Linked DNA regions of Capsicum annuum: region 2 is linked to region 1. The links are chromatin contacts, called in public Hi-C maps. All regions are on one chromosome and are shown on one strand. Each heading gives the region's core, a stretch centred on a gene start, on an enhancer-like site or on the middle of the called end of the contact. The rest is flanking DNA. Distances are from core to core; before and after follow the strand shown. Region 1 overlaps LOC107873015 (putative tyrosine-protein phosphatase auxilin). Region 2 overlaps LOC107873013 (SWI/SNF complex subunit SWI3C).

Region 1 (3,456 bases), core at 913-3,412:
CTTAAAATCCATTTAAATAATTAACTCACCTTTTTAAAATAACTGAAAAAATTTATAATTTAATATAGTATATTGAAGATTTGAAGAAGATAAGAGTAATGAAGATGAAAGATATTTTAACTGATGATTATAATTTGGAAGAGTTTTACGGAGTCTTGAAAGGAGTAAGCACTTTTCGCGGGACAATATAATGACTTTATAATTATCAATATTTTGTTTCAACCTTAATTATTAGTTGTTTTCCAATTAGGTGAATATTTTTTCTTGATTTCTTGTCTTCCACAGGCTTGAATCATATATATGATGACATTACTAAGGCAATTGAACCAAATTATCGGCTTATTATTAATGTTGACCTTTGTTGGTAAAAAAATATTTGGATATGGAAGATGTTTTAACTGATTATAAATTAGGAGAAATTTTTGGAAAGGAAATCTTTGAAAATAAATATATATCTTGCATGAGTTAATGGTGAAGTAAAAATAAAATGTGGGGTTTTGTTGATATGTATTAAGAGTAAAGTTGAAAATCGGGATTTAATATAAATTTAAAAAATGTAAGGGATATTGGACAATATAGTCTCTTAAATTTAAATTTTATGTAATTTATCCTAAATAAAAAGTAACAATATCATTTCATTCTTTAGTTTAAATAATTTCAATGCAATGTCATGACAAAAAACAAATTAGTCTGGATACTAAATTAAAGTCTGGATCATCTCTAATTTATATTGGTGTTTGTTTCATTATGGGTTCATCGTCACGTAAAACGCTACTCTCAATGTTGGTAATTGTTTTGACAAATAAAATTAAAAACTTGGAATTGTGAGAGATGTTCCATTATTGATCTACTTACTACTATTCCTCATGATAGGGTCAGAAAAAAGGAGACAAACAAGAGAGAAATGAGCTCAGTAGACTTGCTTAATTCGGAAAAAATTTCATACTAATAAAGCATGTCAACCAGTTGCAATATGTCATTTTAATGTCTTTTGTTCACCTTTCAAGAACTTCAAAAAATGCAGTACCAGAATATTTTGGGCTGGCAAATCAAATGCTAGAAGGAAGTGGAGAAAAGAACAGTTCACAACTTGTATCCAGGTAATTTTCAACTCCTACCAAAATGATATATGATTTGACGCCCGATCTCACACAAAGCGAATGACCGCTGTGCCATGTGCCAATTTTGGGGTGGGGAGCGAAGAAGAGAGACAACAAAAATGATTCATTTAAATCTACGAGCTTTTCCAGCCCAAAAACTCTCAATGAATTCGTCTATCCATTTAACATCTATTCTATCTATATATCTAAGGAATCTTTCTATCAACAGAGATTTTTTAACAGAATAATACGATCGGCTAGCTGTAGCTTCATATCACTCCAGATAATTTAAGATTTAAGAATTTAAGAATCCTCGTTGATATGAATGGAAGATGTCTCTTCATAATTTCATTAGATGCTTTTTATGAATGTTAATATAACCCTCAAAACTTAAAAAAGAACAATTCTGATATGATCCTACTTTTAGCAAACAATTTCATGGAGATCACTGAAAAATTCCAACCTCAATTGAAACACAATCCTTGAAATCTAAACCGGTACATCTATATATACGCGTTCATGCACAAGAAAAGGAGCAAAATATTATGACCTCCGATAGGTGTTTCACATGCAACATGTCACCAACCATGGTGTTTCACCTAAATCAATGAATTATGCACAAAAACCTACTGCTGCTGATGAAGATATCCATATATCTGACAACTCCAAGAACCAAAAGCTACTCCGTTTTAAATACATCGCCGGAGATTGTAAACATTCACATTCGTGATGGCACTAATTCCTGGTGAAGCTACTAAATATCGTGTCAGTCCACCAAAACATTAAAGTTGAGCCAATTCGCACAACAATTAGAGCACTCATACATCGTTGCTTCTTCCAAGCAAAGGGACAGCAGTTAATCATCTGCTTTCAGTAAGGAGACCTTAAAGCTGTTCGAACTCATCTTAGTTCCTCTGTGTTGAATTTATTCCATGCTTCCTGTGGTCAAATTTCAGAATAATCTCAGAACAGCATGATGCTTCCTGTGCATATTACACCATATGACAGATAACAGTACTCCATACTAGAGAACACAATACCAAACTGCGACACTGGGTAACAGTTGGCACATTCAAAATGTAGTACTAGATCTTGTGAGTTGTGACACATGAATGTATATGCCACAATCATAGACTGCTCATCCACTTCTTCTCTTTTTTGGCTGGATTTAGTTGGTATAAAAGGAAAAGTTGTAGTAGCTACTTTCCAAGAGATAAGGAAGTAATGTTAACCAAAGGAAAAGATGTATATCAAGAGATTTGGAAGCACAGTAGAAGTGAATAAGTGATCAGTGATACTTCTCTTTTTTTTGGTTCCCCTAATCATATGAAGGAGAGTTTTCGTGTACATCAAAATTTTAACCATTCCACTCAAAGATTTTGATTGAATTAATTGTATGTATTCCATACTCCCTCCAAAAGGATGATGTAGATAATGACATACATTGCTCGGACTCTACGAAAATGTCATTGGATGCGTGTCGCATCCTTCAAAAGTAGTGCATTTTTGGAGGACCCGACACGGATGCGGCAACATTTTTGGAGAGTCCGAGCAACTAAAAATTGACATATACAGACACTAGATTCATTTGCCGTAAAATTCATAAGAACAAAACAACCCAAAATTGTTCAGCTTTGCCTAACAGTACATGTCAAGGGCAACGGCACCAGTACATGTTAAGTTTGAACTGCCAAGCAAACTAAGCATTTATCTTGACTTATTTAGATGGACTCCCTAGGAGGTGTCATTTAATTTATAAAGAGGAATAACTATTATGAGTTGAACTGCTCCTCAACCTTCCCGACAAGTCAGTTTGCTTCTTTTTCTTCGATGAGCTCCTTGCTATAACTCTATATTTCAGTAGCAATTATAAGAAAGGTTTGACTGCTCCTCACACTAATTATAAAATTGGCATCTCCTATCCATATCCTTACTTCTCAACTATTTCAGTTCCCTTTACAAACAATACTACAAGTGCAGTCATTATATGCAGTTAACCAAAATATCATAATTACACCCTGGGAAAGAAATATATTTCATTAGCAGCATCACTTTTGGGTTCAAAATTAGAAGCATCATATATGATATGGATCACTAGTTGAATCCATATAAATTATCAAATTTATTCGACTTGAACTTATGACACATTTTTAATCTAGCATATTAAGTGATTTTCTTTTCCAATATTAAATTTTAATCATATAAAACCTTAACCCAACTATTGAGTATGAACTTTTAGCAGGATCACAGCTAAAGCAACAAAATCATTTTTTTCATCCAAAGAGGTTAAGTGTCTGAACATTGAGTTGGTTGTGATAAAGTATTTTTCTTTAGGATAAAAGAAAAATGGTTCACT
Region 2 (3,675 bases), core at 1,162-3,661, 180 kb before region 1:
ACTGTGCCTCTGCCTCATAAACTGTGCCTAGTTTTTCTTGTGTTTGCTTGATATTTTTAAAACCATAGACATGACATCAATGGTAAGTAAATTAAATCATAACTACTTCTCTCCTCAAAAAAACAAAAAAAAACTACTGCTAACCCTCATTCCTTCTAGCCGCAAGAGAAACATATGATATAAAACTCAAAAAGATTGCGGAAATATCCTGAAGATAAATTGAAATAATAAGTCAATGAAGTTTGCCAGTTTACTATAATTTTTAATATTAATTTTAGTTTTATCATTGTTTTATTTCATGTCTATTTCATGCTGCCATGCCACGAATGGACAACCTTGAGTCTGTTTTACCCCCAGCAGTCCTTTACTGCGGAAAGAAGAATGATAGTATGATACTGAAACTTCCTTTTTTTGAGAATGGTAAAAGTAATATGGTTCTAACACTATTTTATTGAAGTCCCAAATAGTTTCCTTGTTGAAAAGAAGAGGACAATTTATGCTTCATTTCATGTTTCATGTTATGCTCTATTTCTTCCTCTTGTATCTTATTTCTGCATTTTTCGGAAATTATTGCTTTAGGAGCTTCTTTTGAGGATTTCTGTGTTTTCATCGAACCATATTTGATTAAGGATGCATCTCTCTTGACCTTTGCGTTGCAACAATTTTGACCTTTACTTTCCCCGTACATACAGTTAAAGAGGTTAGAGCTGAAGCTGAAGCAGTTTGCAGAGGTGGAGACCTTGTTAATGAAAGAATGTGAACAATTGGAGAGGACAAGGCAACGATTTACTGCAGAACGTTCTCGGATGATATCTCAACCTGGTTCCATTCGAGTATCCCGACCAATGGGGGTGTCTGGTGCTGGTGCAGCAGTGGTCAGTAACGCAGGAAATAGTAGGCAGCAACAAGTTGTTTCAGCTCCTCAACAACAAGGTTTTGTTTCTGGATATGGAAACCAACAACAGATGCATCCCCAAATGTCATTTCTGCAGCAACAAGGAATGTATGGATTTGGGCCTCGGCTGCCACTATCAGCGATACACCCTTCCTCTTCAACACCCGGTATGTTTAATGCATCAGCAAGTTCCCAGCCTGCTCTCAGTCATTCAATGCTTAGACCTGTATCTGGGACAAAATCTGGTTTAGGTTGAGTGAGAGTGATTTGAGCTTTGGATTTGCGTCAGTTTACTGATCGGTTCACGTCATTTCCGCAATTATTGAGGCGAGAGAACAAATGAATTCCAGTTGCATTGCTCTGTCAGACGAATTGAGACATACACGAAGCCCATCAACTGAAGCTGCAGCTTGGACTGACAGTGCATTGGCCTTATTACCCGAGCAGGAGCGCTCACATTAGTTGCTGCCGTATGCAGCTAAACTTATTCGTAGAAACAACTTGTACTATATTTCGGTTTCTACTGTGAAATAACACACTTTTGGACAAGAAGTCTTGAGACTAGGGATCTAGAAATTTAGTTTTGTGCAGTACAGGTAATTCAGGTGGAGAAAACAGGGCTATCTGTATGACAGTTTTCGGTACATGCCTTTTCTTGATCATAGAAGTCGTGTAACAAAACTGTTGTGCCGATTCCTACATTTGTAGTCGTTTGTAGCCGATTTCCAGAGTAATATAACTACGGTTTGAGGGTTAAATGGCACGACAGCAACTACGTTTCAGTCCTAAACAAGTTTGGGCCAGCTAAATGGCACCTCAGTTTCAAAAAACAAATTTGTTCATCGACATAAGAAGCTTTACTGCAGTCAAAACATTTCCAATGAAATTCTGGCCTTTTCGTAACCAAAAATGGATTGTGTGGTCCGAGAAAACTGAAATTTTTGTGAATTTCTTTATTATAATAATTGTTATCTCTAAGAATCTCTTGTATTGTAGTGTAATGTTGTTATTGAGAAATCAAATTGTTTATGTTGTTTGTCGAATCCCTTTGTCTACCTATACCAAGGGGCGGATTTCGAGTATACCGAGGGGGTCCAAAAAGTAAAACTGCACAAACAAGGCATTTTAATTATTATTATTATTTTTTTATTATTTTTTTTTTTTTGTATATTTATAGATTTTGAACCTCCCAAAACATAAGATTAGCGGCTGGTATATTGTTCCAGAAGGTTTAAAATTCATCTTGAAGTTCAAGTTTAAATCTCAAGTATTATACTTTTACTTTTCAAAACTTAGTGAAAATCTTGAATCTGCACCAACATGGGTTGTCGTGCAGTGGATGGGGCTGCTTCACCCTTAATCAGAGATCGAGGGTTCGACCCTGAGTATGGAGAAAACTCTATTAGGGGCGCTGCCATCTTAATGGGCCCTGCAACATGCGATCCGGATTAGTTGGGACTTTAATGCGGACACCGAACACCAGATGGAAAAAAAAATAAAAAAAATCTTGGATCCGCACTGCCAAAGACATTTTGAAAGCTATTCGACTGGAGTATAGAAGTACTGGTGATGTCAAGCTTGTAGTTACAATTTTGCTCTCTACTTATATAATGTAATATAATACTCCCTCCGTTTCAGAATAAGTGAATTATTGGGGCATTTATTAGTGTCTCAAAATAAGTGAATCATTGAATTTTTTTTTCAAATTTGCCCTTATGATTTGACAATCAATTAACTTTTAAAAAGGTATTACAAAGTCAATTTTTTCTTTTTTGGAGGTAAAAATAAAAAGTTGTATTAAATTTATATTTTTAATATTTTTTTCTTAATATATGTGTCAAAATCTAATAATTCATTTATTATGAAACGGAGGGAGTTCTTCATTAATTGTATTTCTAAAATAGAAGAAAAGAAAAAGAAAAAGAATTTCAACGGTTACAGAGGCAAGCAGAGTTCCAGTCTGTTTGTTGGTGCAGGGTCAAACCTTTTGTAGGCTCTACTGGTTGAAGCTCAACTAGTTTGACTACTGAGTACAATAAAGTCCCATTATTACGTACTTCTATTTTTGGAATTGTCCCTTTGTCAATGATTAAAAGAGATGTCGGCAAATATTACAAGCACTTTCTCCGTTTTCTTTTAATTGTTTTTCTTATTTTTCGTGAGTTAATTTGATTAAGTTATAAAATTAAATTAAATTAGATTAATTTAATTTTTATATTAAAATTTAAATATTTAAAAATTAAATTAAAAATATTATAAATTACATTTTTTTTCTTTTCAATTTAATTAAGAAATATATCTTAAAATATTGATCAAAATTTATATCGTTTTAAAAAAAAAAATAGAGGGAGTATTTCCTTGAATGTGAGCCTTTGAATAATGATAAAGTTAGATCACATATCTGAATTGTGGAAGCAATTATTAATGTTTCCTTGCATCAATTAGAGCAGACTATCTGCATTATTATTTTTCACGTATGGCCCTTCCTCAAATTCCTACTAACGAGATGCTTTATGTACCGAATTGACTCTTTCTTTTTCCTTTTCTTTTTAACATTCTTTATTAGCCAGCCAGTTCTATGAAGAAAAAGTAATAAATTTTAATATTTGACTAATAAATTTTAATATTTGATTAATAATTTAACTTAAATTTATTTATGTCTTACTAAGATGATTTATAACGACATAAATAGTTATGCTTTATTTTAGATCTGAAATATAAAAGGTTTATTTTTCTTTCTTAAATTTCTGTATTAAATCAAACACCATCACATTAGTCGG

The links. A called contact is a pair of places that touch in the nucleus more often than the background predicts.
Region 2: a Hi-C map of leaf shows a contact between it and region 1, with 6 times the contacts expected there. The contact joins two enhancer-like sites. A contact is called at or near these places in 2 of 5 Hi-C or Micro-C datasets (leaf and placenta).

The regions. Positions count from the first base shown.
Region 1 is chr6:170,614,192-170,617,647 of UCD10Xv1.1, reverse strand. LOC107873015 (putative tyrosine-protein phosphatase auxilin) reads right to left here. Exons shown (of 8, transcript XM_016719705.2): 8 at 1,583-2,039. The coding sequence ends at 2,001. Among protein-coding and RNA genes, the nearest start is that of LOC107873015, 11 kb to the right of the region's middle. Within about 2 kb of position 2,162, at least 5 of the 5 cell types and tissues checked have an H3K27ac peak or open chromatin away from gene starts, as enhancers often do. A contact at or near this core is called in leaf, where this site is marked.
Region 2 is chr6:170,790,102-170,793,776 of UCD10Xv1.1, reverse strand. LOC107873013 (SWI/SNF complex subunit SWI3C) reads left to right here. Exons shown (of 9, transcript XM_016719702.2): 9 at 693-1,653. The coding sequence ends at 1,151. Among protein-coding and RNA genes, the nearest start is that of LOC107873013, 19 kb to the left of the region's middle. Within about 2 kb of position 2,411, at least 4 of the 5 cell types and tissues checked have an H3K27ac peak or open chromatin away from gene starts, as enhancers often do. A contact at or near this core is called in leaf, where this site is marked.